7 separate regions of the Mus musculus genome follow, and all the other regions are linked to region 7. Evidence: chromatin contacts called from public ChIA-PET, Hi-C, HiChIP or PLAC-seq and promoter capture Hi-C data. All regions are on one chromosome and are shown on one strand. Each heading gives the region's core, a stretch centred on a gene start, on an enhancer-like site or on the middle of the called end of the contact. The rest is flanking DNA. Distances are from core to core; before and after follow the strand shown.

Evidence for each region. Promoter capture Hi-C pulls out the DNA fragments that hold promoters and counts their contacts. Hi-C and Micro-C count contacts between places; a contact is called where the count stands out from the background. ChIA-PET counts read pairs in DNA pulled down with a chosen protein or histone mark. HiChIP or PLAC-seq counts read pairs in DNA pulled down with a chosen protein or histone mark.
Region 1: an RNA polymerase II ChIA-PET map of memory CD8 T cells shows a contact between it and region 7, with 62 read pairs. The contact joins the promoter of 4930599N23Rik here to the promoter of Luc7l2 in region 7. A contact is called at or near these places in 5 of 39 promoter capture datasets (the 3T3-L1 cell line, hippocampal neurons, liver and 2 more), 4 of 115 datasets of contacts at active chromatin or transcription factors (astrocytes, bone marrow-derived dendritic cells, bone marrow-derived macrophages and 1 more) and 4 of 9 other capture datasets (adipose tissue, embryonic stem cells, macrophages and 1 more).
Region 2: an RNA polymerase II ChIA-PET map of memory CD8 T cells shows a contact between it and region 7, with 83 read pairs. The contact joins the promoter of Slc37a3 here to the promoter of Luc7l2 in region 7. A contact is called at or near these places in 1 of 39 promoter capture datasets (embryonic stem cells), 1 of 484 Hi-C or Micro-C datasets (B cells), 4 of 115 datasets of contacts at active chromatin or transcription factors (astrocytes, effector CD8 T cells, embryonic hindbrain and 1 more) and 3 of 9 other capture datasets (adipose tissue, liver and macrophages).
Region 3: a promoter capture Hi-C map of pre-B cells shows a contact between it and region 7, with 5 times the contacts expected there. The contact joins the promoter of Trim24 here to the promoter of Luc7l2 in region 7. A contact is called at or near these places in 2 of 39 promoter capture datasets (liver and pre-B cells) and 2 of 115 datasets of contacts at active chromatin or transcription factors (extraembryonic endoderm stem cells and memory CD8 T cells).
Region 4: a contact with region 7 is called in an RNA polymerase II ChIA-PET map of memory CD8 T cells, with 94 read pairs. The contact joins the enhancer-like site here to the promoter of Luc7l2 in region 7. A contact is called at or near these places in 4 of 39 promoter capture datasets (embryonic stem cells, liver and pre-B cells), 2 of 115 datasets of contacts at active chromatin or transcription factors (effector CD8 T cells and memory CD8 T cells) and 3 of 9 other capture datasets (adipose tissue, liver and macrophages).
Region 5: a Hi-C map of regulatory T cells shows a contact between it and region 7, with 7 times the contacts expected there. The contact joins the enhancer-like site here to the promoter of Luc7l2 in region 7. A contact is called at or near these places in 1 of 484 Hi-C or Micro-C datasets (regulatory T cells), 1 of 115 datasets of contacts at active chromatin or transcription factors (memory CD8 T cells) and 4 of 9 other capture datasets (adipose tissue, liver, macrophages and 1 more).
Region 6: a contact with region 7 is called in an HNF4G HiChIP or PLAC-seq map of pancreatic cancer cells. The contact joins the promoter of Mkrn1 here to the promoter of Luc7l2 in region 7. A contact is called at or near these places in 3 of 39 promoter capture datasets (hippocampal neurons, liver and pre-B cells), 1 of 484 Hi-C or Micro-C datasets (B cells), 4 of 115 datasets of contacts at active chromatin or transcription factors (effector CD8 T cells, fetal liver, memory CD8 T cells and 1 more) and 3 of 9 other capture datasets (adipose tissue, liver and macrophages).

What each region holds. Positions count from the first base shown.
Region 1 is chr6:39,117,127-39,120,121 of GRCm38.p6, reverse strand. It overlaps 4930599N23Rik (RIKEN cDNA 4930599N23 gene), which reads right to left and starts at 1,649. Exons shown (of 4, transcript NR_045813.1): 1 at 1,302-1,649. It overlaps Parp12 (poly (ADP-ribose) polymerase family, member 12), which reads left to right and starts at 1,773. Exons shown (of 12, transcript NM_172893.3): 1 at 1,773-2,315. The coding sequence starts at 1,963.
Region 2 is chr6:39,376,272-39,378,975 of GRCm38.p6, reverse strand. It overlaps Slc37a3 (solute carrier family 37 (glycerol-3-phosphate transporter), member 3), which reads left to right and starts at 1,269. Exons shown (of 15, transcript NM_028123.3): 1 at 1,269-1,357.
Region 3 is chr6:37,869,525-37,872,224 of GRCm38.p6, reverse strand. It overlaps Trim24 (tripartite motif-containing 24), which reads right to left and starts at 1,414. Exons shown (of 19, transcript NM_145076.4): 1 at 751-1,414. The coding sequence starts at 1,114.
Region 4 is chr6:39,346,594-39,349,611 of GRCm38.p6, reverse strand. Slc37a3 (solute carrier family 37 (glycerol-3-phosphate transporter), member 3) reads left to right here. Exons shown (of 15, transcript NM_028123.3): 9 at 94-272; 10 at 2,182-2,323. Among named protein-coding and RNA genes, the nearest start is that of Slc37a3, 30 kb to the left of the region's middle. Within about 2 kb of position 1,326, at least 101 of the 459 cell types and tissues checked have an H3K27ac peak or open chromatin away from gene starts, as enhancers often do. A contact at or near this core is called in adipose tissue, effector CD8 T cells, embryonic stem cells and 1 more, where this site is marked.
Region 5 is chr6:39,240,511-39,243,541 of GRCm38.p6, reverse strand. All of the region lies in intron 1 of Gm38794 (a long non-coding RNA gene), which reads right to left. Among named protein-coding and RNA genes, the nearest start is that of Gm38794, 14 kb to the right of the region's middle. Within about 2 kb of position 1,736, at least 72 of the 459 cell types and tissues checked have an H3K27ac peak or open chromatin away from gene starts, as enhancers often do. A contact at or near this core is called in adipose tissue, macrophages, memory CD8 T cells and 1 more, where this site is marked.
Region 6 is chr6:39,418,972-39,421,671 of GRCm38.p6, reverse strand. Mkrn1 (makorin, ring finger protein, 1) reads left to right here and starts at 1,303. Exons shown (of 8, transcript NM_018810.2): 1 at 1,303-1,573. The coding sequence starts at 1,389. It overlaps Gm10244 (predicted gene 10244), which reads right to left and starts at 1,294. Exons shown (of 2, transcript NR_152168.1): 1 at 1,020-1,294; 2 at 378-932.
Region 7 is chr6:38,549,636-38,552,634 of GRCm38.p6, reverse strand. It overlaps Luc7l2 (LUC7-like 2 (S. cerevisiae)), which reads right to left and starts at 1,301. Exons shown (of 10, transcript NM_138680.3): 1 at 727-1,301. The coding sequence starts at 787.

The sequences.
Region 1 (2,995 bases), core at 400-2,899, 570 kb before region 7:
TTCTTTTTTGAGAAGGGTTGCTGCTGGGAAATTGAGCCTAGTGTTGTATGTGTTGTATGTTTATACAGTCTACCACTGAGTTTCTGGCCCAGCCTGCTGTCTTTTTTTTTGTGGTGTGTGTGTGGTAGGATGTCATTTCTCAGGAGCTTTCCGCCTTTTTTTTTTTAAGTTTATTTATGTATATGTATGTGTGTGCCACAGCACACATGTGAAGGTCAGAGGACAATTTTGGGGGTGTGGGGTGTTTCTCTCTCCATCCCCTTTTACCTGGGTTTTGGGGATCCACCTCAGGCTGGCAGGCTTTGGACAGCAGGTACTTTTCTCTGCTAAGCCATCTCTCCAGTTCCCGCCTTATTTTGAGACAGAATCTCTCACTGGGTTCCAGGGTTTGCCAATTGGTCTACTCTAATCCCATTTTATTACATTTTTGTAGTAATACTCCCCCCCCCCCCCAGCACACACCTTCCTAAGGATTGAGCCCAGGGGCTATACCCTCAGTTGCTCTTTTCTGTAGTATTTTATACTTAGAATAAAATTTTATTCATTTTAAATTAATTTTCTAAGCACTCACCTCCCAATTTTCAGCCTTCACCTTTCCTTTTTCCACTTTCCTAGTACCTCCCACACTCCACTGTGACCAAAGTGTTGGGTTTGCTTCATGCTCACTCAAAAACATCCTACTGTGTACACTTTCAAATCCAGACTGGACTAGAACTCAGAGATTGCCTGCCTCTGCCTCCCAAGTGCCGGGATTAAAGGCGCCTTCACACCTGTCGTGCCTGGTGTCTGAAGCGTCCAGAAGAGGGTGTCAGATCCCTCCTGGAACCAGGGTTACAGGCAGTTGTGAGCTGCTATGTGGGTGCTGGGAACCCGGCCGAGGTCCTCTTCCAGAGCAGTGCGGCCGCTTAACCTCCGATCAGCCCCATGGAATACTACTTGATTACAATCTTTTCTCACAACATACTAATGTCCTTCTAGGTCAAACCCAGAGAATTAACATGCTTGTTAAACTCTTGTTGTCTGAATCACCGTCTTACTGTTTCCAGTACTCCGTCCTCTCCTGTGAACATGACTTACTAACGCTTTTATTCCCGGGAGACTCCTGGAGGAAGGAATGGGGGTGCCAAAAGTCGTATTTTAATAGGTATACCCCCACACACCCCCGTTTACTTACCCCGAGAACGTTTAACTCCCAGGGTAACACACAGGAGAGTTCTTTCCGGTGAGGAATCGAACTAGGTGCATCACCTTTACTCAGAAGGGGCGAGGGAGGGAGGATCGGCCCCCTTTAAAGGACGTACCTACGCTTTCCTTCTGGAAATGCGGGATCCGCTACAAAAGCGGAGTGTCTGGCAATTCGGAGCGACTGTTTCCGTTTGTTCCGGGGTGCGGTGGGACCGGGTCCGTCGTCCCCGCTTCCGAGGCCCGCCTGCTAAAGCCCGCTTTGGCTCGGGCGACTTCTGAGCCCCCCTGAGCGCGCCGGCCGACGCACCAACCGGCCGCAACCGGCCGGCGCCGTCTGGAAACTTCGCTCGGCTTTTCCGAGATCGAGGTTGCTGACTGAACCCCCCGCGGCGTCCCTCGGGCCTAGCTGAACGCGCCACTCGCCTCACAGGACGCTGCTGCCTCGAAGGGAGCGGCCACGACTCCCTCAGACGCGGGAGTCCGGCCCCGTGAGGACCCGCGCCCCGCATCTCCGGCCGCGCGACGCCTCGAGGCACGCCGGGTCGCCCAGTGCGCGCGCAAGCGAGCGCGGGCCGCCGTCGAGCCGCGCGGTCCCCAGCTGGCGGCCCTAAGACAAGGGCGCCGGCTCCTCAGCTGCGGCCCGAGGGCGTGGCAAGGCCCCACGGCTCCTGTTTTCCCGGCCGGAGCCCGCTTTCGGTTTCGTTTCCTTCCAGCGAAACAGTGGGGCCCGGCCCGTGAAAGGCGCCGCCGTCCGTGCTAAGCCTCAGTCCGACGGCCATGGCCCAGGCCGCGGTGGCAGTGGCAGAGGTGACCCAGCTGCTGTGCGCGGCGGGGGGCGCCTTGGAGTTGGCGGAGCTGCGGCGCCGCTTGCGAACCAGCCTGGGGACCGACGCGCTGGAGCGGCTGCTGCGGGACTGCGGGCGCTTCGTGGTGGCCTCGCGGGCGGTCGTGGCCGTGGGCGCGGGCCGGGAGGCCGCGGCGGCAGCCTCGGAGCGCTTGGTGCTGGCCGTGTCGTCGCTGCGTCTGTGCCGCGCGCATCAGGGCCCCAAGCCGGGCTGCACCGGGCTCTGCGCGCAGCTGCATCTCTGCAAGTTTCTCATCTACGGCAACTGCAAGTTCCTGAAGACCGGGTAAGGACGCCAACGGTGGGCTTGGGCGGATGCTCCTGGCCCTCCACTCTCGGACCTCCACCCTCGTCCCGTGATTGGGGCAGACCGCTAGGTGACAGTTCCTCAGCCTCGCCTGTCCTTCACTCTCAAGAACGTTTATTGATCACCTACTTAGTGACTGGCAGTGTATGGTGGACTAGCACAGATAGAATGTGGTGCCAAGAGGGACACCTGAGCATGGCAGTATGGCCCCCAGGAGGGAAGCTGGTCCTCAGGGCTGCTTTGAGGAGCAGGCAGCAAGGCTTGCTGTCCCAGCTGTAAGGAGGCTTTGGAAGTGCCACTCAACTTCTGTTTGTCTGTTTACAAGCCGAAATTCAGAATTTCAAGATCCATAGAGAGTTCCGCTCTCCTCTAGCCACAGACCTTCCTGGGTGCCTTTCTACACCCCCACCCCCCACCCCCCACTTTGTTTCATTTAGGTGGCAGAGCCCTGTCTGGAATGCCCTTCCTGGTTTGCTTTTTTAGCGCCTCGGGCAGGAGCTGAAAGATTTTTCGCTTTTTTGAGCTTTCTCTAACTCTTCCACAACACACTTTATGTCCTTATTAGTCTGGGCTGCTCTCTGCTTGCACCTGCAAGGTGATTAGTGAAATCTGTTTATACTGAAGAATTTGGGCCTCACCTTAAAGGTGATAAGGCCTGT
Region 2 (2,704 bases), core at 20-2,519, 830 kb before region 7:
AAAGCTGGTCTGTAAGTCAAGAAGAGTTTGGTGGATGTCACCGAAGACATAAGATTAACTGTGAAATGAACCCAGGTCCAGGAGTGCCTTTTGTAGACCAGGCTGGCCTCGAACTCAGAAATCCGACTGCCTCTGCCTCCCGAGTGCTGGGACTAAAGGCGTGCGCCGGGTGGAAGCGTTCTTACTACCTGGCCTTGGATGCCCTGAAAGAGGAAACTGGGTGGTAGCACGGGAATCTTCCTTCTCTCCTCTTTCTCCTCCTCCACGTCTTCCTCTCCCCCTTTCTATTTTTATTTATGTGTTTTTGTATGTCTCTGTGTGTGTCATGTTCACGGAGGCCAGATGAGGGTGTCAGGTCCTCTGGAACTAGAGTGTGAGTCACCATGGAACCAAATCTAAGTCTCCTAGATGGGCAGTCACTGCTCTTAACTGCTGAGCCGTCTCTCCAGTTCCATTTTTTAAAAAATGATTTATTTATTTTTATTATATGTAATTACACTGTAGCTGTCTTCAGACACTCCAGAAGAGGGAGTCAGATCTCATTACTGATGGTGTGAGCCACCATGTGGTTGCTGGGATTTGAACTTCGGACCTTCAGAAGAGCAGTTCTTACCCACTGAGCCATCTCACCAGCCCTCTACAGTTCCATTTTTAAAAATGCACAGATGTGGGCTGGTGAGATGGCTCAGTGGTAAGAGCACCCGACTGCTCTTCCGAAGTCCAGAGTTCAAATCCCAGCAACCACATGGTGGCTCACAACCATCTGTAACAAGATCTGACGCCCTCTTCTGGAGTGTCTGAAGACAGCTACAGTGTACTTACATATAATAAATAAATAAATCTTTTTTAAAAAAAAAAATGCACAGATGTATGTATGTACGTACATATGTATGTATTTAATCATCTTTCCAGCTACGCTGCTGGGGATCTTAATACGAACTATTTATTTTGGTGCAATGGCAATGGGGTGCAGAGCTGTGAATACAAACAGGTGAATGACTATTCCTACCTATATGGACAACTGCATTTAATTAAACAAGAGTCTAAAACAGAATAACGCCTCCTCTTGAAAAAATGGTCAGCCTATCGGTTCTTCTCAAATGATATCTCTCACTCGTTGCTTTTCTCCGCTAACATTTCTGGACCTAGTCCCTTCCTGCAGGAGCTCAGTTAAACCCAACCAGTGGACTTTACAGCTCGCAGGTAAAGCGGCACTGGCGGACTACAGCTCCCGGCATGCACCTGTCCCCGAGGTCACGTGAGCGTCCGGAAGCTCTGGCCACATCCCGCTGGGTGAGGTGGCGGCGGGGGCGGCGGGAGCGGAGTCTAGCGGAGCGGGTTCTTCGGCGGGTCTCAGGTGCGAGCCTGCGTGCGCTCGGGTGCTTGGGGTCCTGGCCGGGTTGGGCGCGCGGTGGGCTTCGGGCGTGGGAAGCGCGGACAGCTGGTGGGTGTGGCGGCTCGGGCGCCGCTGGCAGCTGGCCCCCACCAGACCCCCACCGGGACCCCACCGGAGCTCCTGGTGCTGCCGCTGTGCAGTCCCGAGGCTGTGTGCACCGCAGAGGGAGGAGGACACCAGACACCAGAGAGGGAAGGTGGCCCAGCCCAGCCCACGCAGACCTCCCGGGTAGGGGGTACTTGTTCCCCTCGGCCCACCGATCTTGGCTCATGGGACGTTTGAACGGAAGAAAATGAAACCCAAGGAAAGGGTTCATGGTTTAGCAAGAGGAGGGCCACGTTTCAGGTAGGGTGGGAGGCGTTTGGATAGGATGCACGGAGGTCAGAGGGAGAATTGACTTCGTGGAAAAACTAGGGGTTTGTTTTCGAGTAACTGCCACGACCTCAGGGAATTCGGCTCTGCTTCTTATTCGAATGTCAGACTTTGGTTGTTCTTATTTGTAGAGTGTGGCCTGTTCTTAATTTTGATAAGACAATGGGGATGTGTCCACTTTTAACATTTTCTGCAATATGTTAAGCGATGCCGTGATATTTTACTGAAATGTTTAGAGGATACCTAGTTGCCAGGGCGAGCCTCTTTAGCCATTGCTTGATGTCTTCACTCACATTTCTGTTTACGAAACAATCACTGATGAAGAGAACACCTCGACTACTGTGGTAGTTGAATTATTCTTTTGCCACTTGCCAGATGTTCCTTGTAAGTAAAACAGAGTCTGCCCTAAACACACAGTAAATCCTTTCATTTAATCCTTAAGTGAGGAAAGAAGTGAAGTAAATGGACTTGACCTTTAGTGTCAGAGTTCTCTGTTTTTCAGGAGCAGTTCAGTGCTCATTGTTTAAGGTTTTGGATGAGTGCCTGGTCCTCAAGTGAGGATGACATGCTGTTGTTGCAGTGATAACTGGCACGATTAGGGCTTTGTCTGAAGGGCAGAGGAGAAAGTAGTTGTCTTTGAAAGAAAATAGGGAGAAGTTGGCCTTAGGAACCCTGGTATAAATGGATGTGGTTTTAGGAACCCTGAAACAGCTAGCTAAGTCCTTAACATCTGTGGTAATGCGGCAGTTTTAAGAAAAAGTGTGTGTGTGTGTGTGTGTGTGTGTGTGTGAGAGAGAGAGAGAGAGAGAGAGAGAGAGAGAGCGAGCAAGTGCACGGACAAGTGTCGAATAGTCCAGGTAATCACCATCTCCCTGTGTAACTGAAGATGTCCTTGACCTTCTAATCTTCCTGTCTCTGGAGTGCTAGGGTTGGTAG
Region 3 (2,700 bases), core at 165-2,664, 680 kb after region 7:
TAAGCCAAACAAAACATACACACACACACACACACACACACAAAACCCAAGAAGCAAGAGAAAAAAGATTTCCCTTCCTCAGTTACTTCGCATTTTAAAGACGTCAATTTGCCCAAATATTTGCAATATTAAAAGTTAAAAACTTCAAGTGTTCTCCCAGAAATAATTACTGCACTTCAAATCACTTTCAACGATTTAAACCTGGTAACATAAGCAAAGGAAACTACCTGTCAAAAACTAATTACCCAATAACACCACAAAAGAGAAAGTAACTTCCAACTACGGCATACAAAACACTTTGGAAGTCTATTTACTTTCTATCGTTTATCGAATCGCTCGAAATAAAATCTCCGAAAGCAGCAGACAACAAAACAACTTATCCCGGTTCCTTTGTCCCCTACGGAGGGGACAGAGAGGGAACTCATTAAGGTAAAAAGCCCGGAACGCACAAGATTCGAAACAGACGGCAGCCAATCTGCAATCAATCATCAAAGAAAATCCCCATCACTTCATCTCCATCCCTTCCTCCCCCCTCCGGCTCGCATAACCCGGGTGTACACGAGCTGATCCAGATCATATGCACCCGGACAAAGCTTTGCGGAGGAGCAGAGAGCAGCTAACTCGCCACAACCGTCAGAGCTCTGCAAAAGTGAGGGACCGCCGAGTCGCTCAGCCGGCGCGGGCCCATTTCACCCCCTCCCCAGCCGCGTGACAGCGGGTCGCGCCCGCCACCTCGCGGGCCCCTCTCACCTTGGGTGGCGAATGGCGAAGGACCACCGGCCGGGGAGCCCGGGGCGGGGGCGGGGGCGGGAGCGGGTGGAGGGGTCTCTGCCGAGCCCAGCGCGGGCGCCGTCAGCATGAGATAGCGCTGCGGCGCGGGCAAACAGCGCTGGCAGAACGAGTGCAGGCAGGGCAGCAGCTTGGGCACCCGGCTCTGGATGTTCTGGTGGCACACGGCGCAAGTGTCCAACAGGTTGAGCCGGGACGCCTCGCCGCCGCTCTCCGAGTCCGGGCCCTGCCGGCTCTCGGCCTCATTCTCCCCGCTCGGCGCCGCCGCTGCGGGGCCTCCGGCCGGAGCCGCTGCCGCCGCCGCCTTCTCCACAGCCACCTCCATTGTCCTGCGGCCGCCGCCGGGGAAGCGGGAGCGCGCTCACCGCCCGCCGCCCCCGACGACCTCCGCAGCCGCCGCCGCCTCCCGCTTCTCCGAGGCCGAACGGACTCGCGGAGGGAGCACAGGGAGGAAGCCACCTCCCGAGTGGCGCGGCCGGAAGACGCGGAGCTGTCAACGGGGACCGGTTCCCGCACCGCGACGCCGCCGCGCGGGCCGATAGGCAAACCGCCACCGAGACGCTCGATTCCGCCCAGCGCGCCCGCCCGTGCCTAGCAGCCTTTCTCTCGGGCCCCTTGGACCACCGCGGGCCCCGCCCCCACCTCCCTCTCCCAGCAACCGCGGCGACTGCGAGCCGAGCGCCATCCAATGACCGCCGCGCCTGCCCAGGGGGCGGGGTCTGCAGAAGCCCGCGAGGCTCGGACGGCCCCCGCGGGAGGTTGGGAGTGGGCGGGGCTAGCCCCGCCGGACGCGAGGACCGCGGCCGCTGATTGGCTCGCTGTGTGTGTGTCTCTCTTCTGTAGATTGTAAAGGAATCATTTGTTAAGGAGCCAGAGCAGGCATCGGGTTCCGCCCGCCGCTATGGCCCCGCCCAAGGGGCGGGGGCTCTGCCCAGTCTACCCAGCCTGATTAATTAAGAAACTGCTTGGAAAACTGCTTTTACTACTGGAGACTTAAATGGGTAAAGGAGTAAGATCGTGGGAGGGCCACGGGAGGATGAAGAAGTAAGTTACGTGCAAACGAGAAGAGACCCAAAACCGGGTTGTATGAGCCCACATTGTGTGAAAGGGGGAGTGTGCAGGCAGCTTTACTCTTTTTGTGGCCTGAATTTATCTCTGTGATGAATTAATGAGAATGATGTAAAGGGGGAGAAATTACAAATTTGTCGGAACTTTAAAAGACCTCAATGGAAAAGGGTGAAATTAATTTTGCTTCTTAAATGAATAAAAGCAGTTAATTTTTTTGAGGACTAAATAAATGATCTGCAAGTGTCCATAGTACCTGAATATTAAACTCTTAAAAAAAAAAAAAAGGCAGACGTGGTAGCACACACCTATACTAATACTCCAGAGGCAAAGGCAGGAAAATCACTACAAATTCAAAGTTATTCTAGGTTTTAGTCAGTGTAAAAGCCTGTCTCAAAAGGGGGGGGGGGGACCTCAATTCTGGTTTTAGAGTTTCAGTATTATATTTCATGTCTTCCTTCTCCCGTGCTTGTTACCGGAAATTCTGGGGAGTCCCATGGGAAGTGCCACCTGTTACTAGGGAAATCAGAGTCCCCTCTTGAGGTTCTTAGTCTCATTAATAAAAGAATTTAAGAAGAGCCTCAAAAGAAGCTGGAGGAAATTTTATTAGAGTTTAAAAGAAAAGAAAGAAAAAAACCAATGCAGGCAAGCTGTAAATCTCAGCAGCTGCCCAGAGGAAGATGGAGAAGTGGAAGAGATGCCATGCCATTTGTGTTAAACAGCCACATGGTTACAGCAGCCACATGGAGGGGAGCTTTAGAGAAAGAGTAAGGAAGCCGAAACTATCAGAGACTGTGTATTAGGCTAACACCCAAAAGAAAAGAGAAGACAAAGAGAAGGTTGGGA
Region 4 (3,018 bases), core at 77-2,576, 800 kb before region 7:
GTATCAACATTGTGAGTGGTGATGTGTGCAGAGCCTCGGAAGGCCAGGCACACAGGCTGTGTCTGTACAGGGCCGCTGTTAATACTCTCCTAGGTCTCCCGAGTATCGGGGCAGAGGAGAGCTCGGAAGAAGATTCACAGAGGCCACTCATCGATGGTGCTGAAAATGAAGATGACTATGAGCCTAACTATTCGATCCAGGAGGACAGGGCTGTCGTCCAAGTGAAGGCCATAAGCTTTCATCAGGCTTGCTGCCTTCCTGGGGTCATCCCGGTAAGGACTCCCTGGTCTCCTTCCACAGCTGGCCGGGTGTGGTACCTTCAGTGCTGTGCTGGGTGGGGAGCACGCTGCCTTCTACTGTCTACTGATGCAGTCCTAGGTGGTTGTGTAGCATCTGTCAGCTTCCCTGGTAGCCATGGAAACCCTGTCACATATAGAAGCTTCAGACAACAGGGGTTGGGCGGGCATGTCCAGACGTGACTCGTGAACATGCTGATGCTGATCCATCATGCAACTGCCAAGGCACAGTTAACAAGTTTTTAAATATTTTGATCTCTCAGATTTACCTGGACCAAGAGGGGTTTTGAATGGTTCATCATCTGCCTATTTGTGAATTCTGATCATTCTGGGGAGTAGGGAGTTGCCCAGTCCTAGGACAGAGTACACAAGGATTTCTTGGTAATTTATCCCAGCATTTCCACAACCTTTGCAGTCCAGGTCAACTCTGTCTGAGCGGAGCCCCTCCTGCTGCTGCAGTCTGTCTGTCTTCATGTTTTGGGGGTCCTATCACTGGAGTGGAAGTTAAGAGGCCTAGGTTGTGTTTGCAGCTTGCCCAGTAACTTTCTGTGAGACTTGGATAAGTCTCCCAACCCATCCTTGTGTCTCAGTGCCAGGGAATGGAGATGGCACCCATCTTGCCTGGCTCATTGTATAGTTCACAAAGCATCTGATTTCATGATGCAAGTCTGCAGCCATCCTACTCTGTCCCTCCCAGCTCTCTTCTGCCCTCTGCCTCTCTGCTAAAAAACTAACCCTACGAACAGGCAGTCAGTCAAGTGTAACACTCTCTAATTCTTAGAGCTAGGGAATAGGGAAATAGAGATAGAGATAGGGAAACTCTGGTTCCTTTAGGCCCTTGTAGTCCTGTTCTTATGAACATAGTGCCTTTCGGTTATAAAAATATTATACCAGCAGTTGTTTTGGTAGAGACAGAACTTCAGTTTGTTGTGGCTAAACAAGAAACTTACTTGCTGGCTCCTTTGTACTCCTAAGCCATTGTTCTCTGGCACTGGCAGGGTGGAGAGGAAGTCTAGCTAAGCCTTTGTCTTTGTAGCAGGCTTCTGGGCTGAGAGCTGTGGTGGTCAGGATTTGGCTCTCTACGGGGTGTCTGCTACCCTGCCTGCCAGGGAAGCACTTTTAAAACAAGTGGCACCTGGGAAATCACTGGCACTGGGGTGGGGGTGGGGGTGGGGTGCAGGAGTTCTAGCCAGACACTCTTTGAAGTCCGCCCTCTTCCTCTGCCTTCCCTTTGATGCTAATAGTCAGGGTTTCCTGGTAATAATGTATGTGTTGAGTACAGGAGTCTCAGCCATCACCCACTTAAGGCAGCTCTTTCAGAAGAGAGCCAGAGGCCAGTGGAAACCATAGCTCTTTCTTTTTGGCCCTCCAGAAAGGCTCTTTTCTGTGGGATGTGGTCCACAGGTAGATGTCTTTCTGTCTGTGACTGAGTCATTAACTCTCCGTAGTTTGCAGAATTAAATTTGCGGGGAGAGAACCAAGAAAGCCTGGCTGCCAGCAAGATGAGCTGAGGTTTGCTAGGCCAATTTGCCTGTGGCTGATGGTGGTTGGAAGCATGAACACCAGGGACCTTTTGTCTAAATAAAGAAACGTGGGTACAGTGTGTACTGCTTTCTGGGTTTCAAACACTGCCTTGCTTTTACCAGAGAAATGATAGAAGAAGAAACTGGGGGTAGTTAAGAAAAAGCTGTGCATAATTCCTTCCTTCCTTCCTTCCTTCCTTCCTTCCTTCCTTCCTTCCTTCCTTCCTTCCTTCCTTCCTTCCTTCCTCCTTTCTTTTTTTGGAAACCAGTAGAAGTAAAGAAAGAGGGCTTCTGGGTAAGGTCAGGGAGGACCCCATGCTGTGCTGTATGCTGCTTGTTGACAGTTGTGGTTTCTCCTGCAGTACTCACTGGCCTACGCCTGCCTGAAGCTAGTGAACTACTCCTTCTTCTTCTGGCTGCCCTTTTATCTGAGTAACAACTTCGGGTGGAAGGAAGCCGAAGCTGACAAGCTGTCCATTTGGTACGACGTCGGAGGTATCATAGGTACGCATGTGTGCCTCTCCTTCCGCGTGGTTAGTCGCCTGCCATCTTTCAGAGTTAGGAAATCTCATTTGAAGTTTTATTGCTTGCTCCACAGCCGTCTTTCCCAACCCGTCCTACCAGTAAACACGCAGCTTCTGTGAGAACAAAAAGTCCAAAGGAAGAGGGCCAGCTTGAGACTGACAGGCTGTGGTTTATAGGGGCTGTCTTCTCTTAGTCTGCGGGTGATGGATCAGCTCTTTTGTCCTGGGAACACTTGGAAATCTCTTTAAATGCAGCGCCTTTGTGTGCTTTCAGGGATGGCTTGGCTTTGAAGCTGATTTTGTGAGAGATTCAAGATGGAGTAGGAATGTGTTCATTTTGGCTTCCTCCCACTGTCCCGCTATCTCCAGCCAAGGAAGCAAACATAGCACCTTAGTGTGTAGATTGTCAGGTACCAGAGGAAGGGCAAACAGAAGGATTTCCCTTTCCTTTCTTGTCTGTGTTTGCTGGATACAACAGATTTATTTTATTTTCCAGGCTAGGGATTGAACCCTGGGTTAGGAAATGTACTATAACCCTAGTTCTATAACAGATTTTAGCAGTGGCTTTGCGATGTAGCCAGAAATACAAATGAGGAAATAATAAACCCTTAGGCAAGACCAACAGATTATACACTGTGGCCTCACCTTAACATCTCTGTCTGTGGTATTTACACA
Region 5 (3,031 bases), core at 487-2,986, 690 kb before region 7:
CACCGTGGTCAGTTTACTGAGTTCAGTTTTCACAGGCCTACCAGGAGCAAGACCAGGAAGAGTATAAAAGAAAAACTAAAGGCAGGGCATCATCAGATAGCCTGTACCTGTGACCCACAAGGGCTAGGGCTCCAAAGGAACAGGTTTTCCATGGCCTAGGTGACTCAGTTAGGGTTGGGCTCCCAGGCTTAGCAAGGAGACATGTCAGATAAGAAAGCCAGGCTTCTGCCCAGGTGGCCAAACACACAGCCGAAATCCTCCATCGACTTGGCAGCCAGTCCACTCTCCGGTTTCCTAGGGAACCAAAGGCCACACAATCTACAGTGCAACTTGGCACACAGCCTGGGACATTTTATGAGGGCCAGATGGCTGGACTCCGCACGATGGATGTCAGTGTTGTGGGGAAGGCAGCTGAGGGTCTTGGAGCAGGACTCAGCACTCAGGCTGGGAAAGGCTGGGAGAGGCTGGGAATCGCATGTGCTCACACAGGCTAGATAGGCAGGCACAGAGTTGGGAGGGTGGAAACCACAACCTGGTGGCAAGTCCAGCACCAGAGTTCATTCACTCTAAAAGTGAAGATAAGACATGAATTGAAAAGAGGCCAGTGGTGGAGTGCTGGCTCAGCAGTTATGAGCATGTACTGATTTTGCGGAGGGCCCAAGTTTAATTCCCAGTACACCAGGCAGCTCACAATCACATGTAATCTCAGCACCCAGGAATCCAACTTCCTCTTCCCGCCCCAGTGCACATCTGCACTGGCATGCACATAGCCCCACATAGACACACAGAATGGCAGAGTGGGGGGCTTGAAGAGTGGAGAGGAGAGAGCTGCTACACAGTGGGAATCTGGGTGAAGGGTATGATATTAAGATTTAGAGAGCAAGGTGGTGGTGGGGCACACCTTAAATCCCAGCACTCTGGAGGCAGAGGCAGGTGGATCTCTGTGAGCTCAAGGCCAGCCTGGTCTATGAAGGAAGAGCCAGGACAGCCAAGGCTACACAGAGAAATCCTGTCTTGAGAAGCAAACAAACCAAATTTAAAAAATTTAGAACCTAGTGCTTTCTCTACTACATTCATACTACATAGCACAGTCTCCTAGATGAGGTTTGCAGAGATCCAAAGGTCTACTGAGATGACTTGCAGTAATCATAGAAAAATGAAATGAACTTTCAGTTCTGTGAGATGAAGGGTAATTGCAGTAGGAGGACTGTCGTGCATTTTCTTCAGTTCTACCTCTTATGGCTAAAAAAAAAAAGTCACGAGGGATAATATTTAGGGGCTGTCACTGAAGCTCAGATGAAAAGGTGTTCACCTTATGTGCTTAAGGCCCTGGGTTCAATCCCCAGCACAGTTTAAAGCTCAGCATGAAGGAACAGCCCTGTAGTACTAGGTTGAGGAAGGAAGACAAAGAGTTCAAGGTCATCCTCAGCTACTTCATAGGTTCAAGGCCGGCCCAGGGTACTTCAGATCCTGTCCTAAGAAACCAAATCAATCAATCAATCAATCAATCAATCAAACAAACAAAAAACCAAGACTATTTTAGTACTTAACAGAAGGTAATCTTTCCTAGTTGCATCATAGCTTCGTAGACACCCTAAATCAGAGGGCACTGGTCAGGGACACCCCAGTGATAGATATATACAGCTCTGGGTCCAAGAAAGGGCTGCATTGGTGAGGAACCAGCAAGAAGCCTCTAGAATTGAGTTTCCTGAGAAGGCAGGAAATGACTAAAGTGAAACTTAATTAACTTGTGTTTTCTGTCTTGATCTTACTCAGTGGATACGTAGTTTAAAGTACTTCAGAGCATGCACACTGGCAGCCAGAATTAGGCTGTTATATAACCGGGAAGGGAAACCATTTGTCACACATGGTTGTGGATGGGCACAGACTGCTCTGTGTGTTGGATTTTGTTTCCTGATGGTAGCAAGAATTAGGGAGAAGGAACATCTGGGCAGTGATTTCAGGGGCTGCCAGCCAAGTGGAAAGCCCTTGATAGCTTATTGGCAGGACCCCAGGCTGGAAATCTGGGCAGCTGCCTCCAGATGCCAGCAATAAGCAACCTGGGACTCAGAAGTTCCTAGAATCTAGGCGTGGAGCCTCTAAGGTAGGTGGGCGGGTGCCAATTCGGTGCCATGGCGAGACACAGGAGATACATTAGAGAGGGGAGCAGTCACGCAGGGTGGCATAAACATTTAATCCCATCGTGTAGCAGGCAGAGGCAGGAAGATCCCTGTGAGTCCAGGGCAGCCAGGGCTGCACAGTGAGACCTTGTCTCAAAGGAGAGAGAGAGGTAGCTGGGGTATGGGTGGGGTGGGGGTGGGGATGGAGGATATGCAGATAGGATGCTAGGTTGGAGCCAGCCCAGTGTGCTGAGGGATCCTCCTTTTCTATAGTGTCACAAATAACTGTGTCATGGATTTAAGGTACCACCATCATTACCATCAACATCATTACCATCAACGTCATTACCATCACCACCACTGAGTTACCATTGCTGCATCACCGTCATCATTACCACCAAATTACCATCTGTCATTCACTTTAGATCTGTTCAATCACCTTTTTTAATTTTCACAAAACTGTCAGGAATTGTTATCCCCCCGCCCCCCCCCCCAAAGGGAACCAGGTGTCAGAGACACTCAGTGATTTACCAAGGGTTACATATCTAGGGATGGCAGAGCTAGACTGTGGCTCCTACCCTGGGTTAGAGTAGTCTGTAGAAAGACATTCAGTATCTGTGCGGCGATGGGCAACTATGGCGTTGGCGGCAGGGGGCAGGGGGCAGGGGGCAGGGCGTGTTTCAAGACAGGGTTTCTCTGTGTATTCCTGACTATCTTAGAACTCACTATGTAGACCAGGCTGGCTTCAGTTCAAACTCAGAGTTCCACCTGCCTCTGCCTCCAGGGTGCTGGAATTAAAGGTGTGTACCACCACCACCTGGCAACTTTTTTTTTAAAAAATCTGTAAAATGGGGAGATAGTAGTTAAGAAATCTACTTCGTTGGGGGAAACCGAGGATCGAATGGGAAACA
Region 6 (2,700 bases), core at 54-2,553, 870 kb before region 7:
TCAATATTTGGGAGGCAGATCTCTGTTCATTGAAGTCCAGCCAGGTTTACTTTATTGAGGAGGGAGAGAGAACTTTGGATCTAAAATGTTCCTCAGAAGTTCATGTGATGTGTCTTGGACTCCAGTGATTTATGCTTAGACACAGTTTTGGAGAAATGATTGGCACTGCCCTCATCAGTGGATTCATATAACCTGATGGTGGAAACTCTAGGGGAATGGGCATAGTTAGCTGGGAGCCAGTACTTGGGAGCATGTCCTTGAAGGCTGTCTGCTTACTGACAGATTCTTGCAGTGTAGCCCAGGCTGGCCTCAAGCCTGTGACCCTTTTTGATAGGTTATTTCTCTGATGTTGGTGAAATGAGCCAATTCACACTAGATTCGAGTCTATTAAAGGCAGGTTTATTGGGAAGCTCTCTCAGGCAGGCTAGTTCACTGGCCTCAGGAGTCGCCACGGGGGTAAGGATGGGATAAGGAAGGGAGAGAGAAAAAAAGAAAGGGCATGCAGGCAGAGAGGAGACAGAGAAAATGTCTAGAAATATAGGGAGGAGCCTCTGGGGTGAAGGGCAGCCTAGCTCCTGGGCTGGAAAGTTCAAGGTTGGGGGCAGGGAATGCCAGATAGGGACTAAAAGGACGCTAGGGAAGTCCGGAGGTCAAGTCTGCTTTGATATGTAAAATATGCACCTCAGTTCCTGGTCAGGTATAAAACCAAACACTTTTTTCCTTTAGCTTCCCAAGAGCTGGTATTACAAACAGGCTACCACACATAATTCATTTACAACATTACTGTTATTACTTTGACAGGATCTATTTAGCTTGGGCTGGTCTCGAACTTGCAGCCATTGTGATACTCAAGTCTTCACATTGGTGGGATTCCAAGATGTCTGCCGCCAGGCCCACCTGGGCACTTCCATCAGCAGGGATTCTGACAGTTCCTGTGAGAGAAAGAAACAGATCCCAACACAATAGGTTGGGATCTCACTCTAGATAAAGAGCAGACACAGCCCCAGGCCTTCCCCCACCTTGTACGTGCGCCACCAGCCATAGGCAGAAGTTGGTCCTTGCATGTGGTCCTTTGATGGCTAGGATGGCTAGGACCAGGACCATCCTAGCACACCTGGCTAAGCGTGTGATCACGCCCCTTTAGGGCGGAGCCTAAGCCATCACCAATCAGCGTCGCCGGAGGAGGGCCGCGGGTGCCCTGCGGAGCCCGCAGTTCCTGAGACCTGAGCGCTCGGAGACGCGGTGACACGGCGCGGGACTGGCGCAGAGCTCTCGGGCTCCTCAGCCTCCCTCCCCTCCCCTCCCTTCGCTGTCTTCTCCTTCTCAGCCGGACCGGAACTATGTGATCCCGGAAGTTCCGGGGCCATTGCTGTGTGGGATAAACAGTAATGGCGGAGGCTGCGGCTCCCGGAACAACAGCCACAACATCAGGAGCAGGAGCGGCAGCGGCGGCGGTGGCAGCGGCCTCCCTCACCTCTATCCCCACAGTCGCTGCCCCGTCCCCGGGGGCGGGAGGAGGGGGCGGCGGCAGCGACGGCAGCGGCGGCGGCTGGACGAAACAGGTCACCTGCAGGTAGGACGTTGCGTGGCGCGGCGGAGGGCGGGGGCTGCGGGGCCGAGCAAGAGGCGGAGGCGGGCGTCGCGGGGTCCCCGCTGCGGCTGTCCGTACAGCATCGCTGCGTCAGCCTCCGCAGAGGTTGGCCGCGGCATCGCTGCGGGTTTCAGACTGCGGGCTCGGACTGCAGGGCGGTCCCGTCACCTCGCCTCGCTCAGCGGCGCCCCGGTGCGTGCGGAGAGGACCGGTGTCCCCGCCCTGGCCTCCATCGCTACAGGTTCGGGGATGCGGCGCGAGCTCGCCGATGCGAATCGGGCTCTAACGACCCTCGGTGCGCCCTGAGACCCTCCAAGGGTCCCGGCGAGCTCGGCCGGCCCCGGGGCTCCGAGCCGGGCTATCCGTTTGTAACGTCTTTTCTGCTCTCTGCGCCGCTCACCCCCGCCCCGCCGGGAGCAGCCGCTTTTGTATGCCTTTGTATGTAAGTCGGTGGTCGGCGGTTCCGAGCTTTGTCTCCGAACCGAGCGTTCGGAGCCGGCGTTAGGCTCTTCCACCCTTGGTTTTATGAACTGCCATTATTATTACTGTCCCTTTGAGAGGCGTTCTTCTTTGCGAGAAAGGAGATCCGACCAGAGAGGTTTGGTTCTTGTTTGGTAAGCGAGACGAAATTATTGGGAAAATGTATGATCAGGTGACAGTTATACAGTACGTATGTTAAAAAATAATTCCCCAGCTATAAACGTTGGAGGAAGGATTGTTTGTATTAACGATGGGAGGGGGCTTATTGAGACAGTCCTACTGTGTGGCCCCGGTTGACCTATATAGTCTGACTGCCCTAGAATTTTCGGCAATCCTCTTGTTTTTGCCTCTCTAGTGCGGGAGTGCAGGGGTGAGATGATACCACGCCCGAGTATATAGATTTTAACTACCAGGAAGGACTATATACGCTTTTCTATCGGCTAAGAAAATTAAAAGGAAATGCCACTTTAAACCCGGCAAGGACAGTTTATTAACCGCAAATGCTAAAGGCAATTCCTAATGAACAACTCGGTGTTGATATTAACTCCCAAACTGAAGAATCTTCCAGTCTTTCCTGTAACACATTTAATAACGTCAGATTAAAGCTTTCCCCTCAGTCTGTTCTTTTT
Region 7 (2,999 bases), core at 52-2,551:
GCATCAAATATCCAAAATGATTCTGTTTTCAGCACAGGTAAAATTTGCCAATATTTACTGAAGTCTCTAATACGTGGTCTAACAAAATGGAGGTCTCTCGGTGGGAAAAAAAAATAGGCCTAAACACTTCTACAAAATGGGGCCAAACACACCCACTTTAAGAAACCATGGTTTGGGTCAGATTTTCCACACACACGAAAAAAAAAAGTTGATTCTGTAAGGGCTCGACGAAGCGTCCCTGGAACTGGGGGTTAGTAGTGGTTTCGTTAAGACCAGGGAGGGAGGGGATGTTTCTCTCCACACTCTAGAGGACGGCGGCGAGGGGTGATCCGAAAGCCCAGAGGAAAGGAGCTGGAGCTGGGGGTGGAGACCTGAGCGCCCCGCCGGTCCCTGATCAATAGTCAAACTGACCGCCCCACTACTCCAAGACAGACTTGGGCTCTCCCAACCCCGCCAAGTCAACAGCAAAAGGCACAAACTCCCCTTTCTGCTCCCAGGCCCCGCCTCGCCGCATTGGCAGCAGTTCCCGCCAATCCGCACGGTCACCGCCCCCAAGACCGCCTGCCAAGCCCTGATTGGACTGGAAGAGAGACGGGGGGGACCTCGCGCTACCAATCTGGGAACCCCTTACTCGGCCGCACGCGCGCGCCCAAGTGCTCCCTCGGAGGCCTCCCCCTCCCCAGGCACGGCCCCTCCCCCACCCCCAGGGCTCTGGCAGCGACTTACCGTCCCGAGAGGTGCCCATTAACTGGTCCAGCATAGCGCGCATCTGGGCCTGCGCCGACATGGCGGCGGCGTAGCGGGCGGGCGGTCGGGCGGGCAGGCAGGCGGGGGTGGGGCACCGGCCGGGCCCTGGCGGGCGGGGGACGAGGGGAAGGGGTGGGGGAGGTGCGGCGCTGTCTCGGTGGCCGCCGCGGCCTCGAGGCCCGCGAGTAGGGAGTCGGAGGGGTCGTGGAGAGTCCGGGCTGCGCTCCTCACGACGGCGTGAACGCGGAAAATGGCAGCCCCCCTAGAGAGTGAGCCCTGGTGCCCTCACTCTCCGTCCGGTTCCTGAGACAGACGCGACACAGGCTAAGCCGACTCTCGCCTCCTCCCGACACCAACACCCGCCAGAAGCCGTCAACCCCCCCCCCCAGCAAGCGAGCTCTGACGCGGCTCGCAGCCGCCGCGACGGGAGCGCGCACGCAGCTCGCGCCTAGTCGTTTCCCGTGGGGGTTCGGCCAATCGCCATCCACGTCGCTGCGCTCCGCCCTGCCCCTCCTACGAAGGGTCCCACCCTAACGGCTCCCGAGCGCGTTCACGTCTGCTCACCCCGCCCCTCTCGGAGGCTGAGTCTCGCGAGAATGATGCTCTTTTTTTTTTTTTTTTTTTTTTTTTTTTTAGCCTACTCCGAAGCCTCTTCGGCCCCGGGCGTCTAAGCAGCAGGTCACTTAGGCCTTTGCTGTTTGCCGCCCTGGCGTCCAGCCGCAAATTAGCCAGTGCCGAGCTTAGAGCGAGTCGCAGTAAGTAGTGCGACAGAAGTTCTCAGGGTTAGTGCTTTCCCGACGGATGCTGGCGGAATCGCAAGCCCGTGGGAGCCCCGAGCCCGAGCGGAGGACACCTAACCTTATCCTCAGGCCACTGCCCCTCATCAGTGCCCGAGTTCGGGACATGTCAGGTTCAGGAAAAAGAAAAAGCAAACAAACCGCGAAATCAACACAGTGGAAATCAGGCCTCCCGACCCCTTCTGCTACGTTTAGGACAGCTGGAAGCTGCTAGTCTGAATTCGGAGCTGGGCAAAGTGAGAGCTTGGGACAGGCCATAATGCAGAGCAGCGTTTCCGTGGGGTTCTTGGCTGACTGTCGCCCTGCACTCCCACGCCCTGCTGACTGCGACCTTCCAACCGTAGTTGATTTCTTAATCTCAAGGCTGGTGGGGCTGAGGCCAGAGTGAGCCAACGGGAAATACTTAGGCCACGGCTGCTTACCGGTTTTCGAAAAGGAAAAAAAAACTGGCGAGTCTTTTAAGCTGAAACGTCGCAACTTTAGATAATAACTGGGAAATTATGGATATTTTTTGCCGTTTCATTATAATTGCCCATGCATTGAGGAACTAAAACTTCAAACTAGCGCCAGCTTCATATTAAAATCATATGAAAGAATCATCACAATTCCAAGGTTTAACTAGGCACTGAGCCGATGCAAATTACGTTATCTAGTCAGCAACTTGCCAAAAAAAAAAAAAAACACAATTATTCAGAGTACTGTTTTTGAGACAGGGTGTCAATGTTATGAGAAAAATAGCCTTAAAAAGTGAGAATACCGGAGACTCAGCATAGGTTAGGAATGGAGACATTTTTCACCTCTGCAGAAGTTAGGCATCACCCTGACACAAAAGACAAACTGAGCTGCCAACTTAGCATAAAACTGTTTAGTTGTTGTTTGGGTTTTTGTTTGTTTTTTTAATTACATGTCGTCTCTCTCCACTTTTTCTTCCCAACTTTTGGTTTTTTCGAGACAGGGTTTCTCTGTGTAGCCTGGAACTCACTCTGTAGACCAGGCTGGCCTCGAACTCAGAAATCCACCTGCCTCTGCCTCCCAAGTGCTGGGATTAAAGGCGTGCGCCACCACACCCAGCTTCTTCCCAATTTTTAACATTACCCTCTCTCCAAATTCCTCAGCCTTCTGGTTCAAGACACAAATATTACCCAGTGAAGTGCTTGAAGCCCAAGGTGGGCACCTGCTCCTCTTCCATTTGTGAGCCCAGCTGTATAGACGACTGCCTGCTACATTTCAACCCTAGGATCAATAGCAAGGGCCTAAACAAGCAGCCAGCTGCCAAGTAGGGATCATAGGGCCTAGTGTCTCCTATTTATCCGTGATTCCATAACCAGCTTTAGCTAATTGCAGCTCACACTAACAAAGGACCAAATGATTTATTCCTTAAACTGTGTAGCTCTAACTGCCCGGAAACTTGTCATCCTACCTCAGCTACTCTAGATTTAGGCATGTGCCACAATG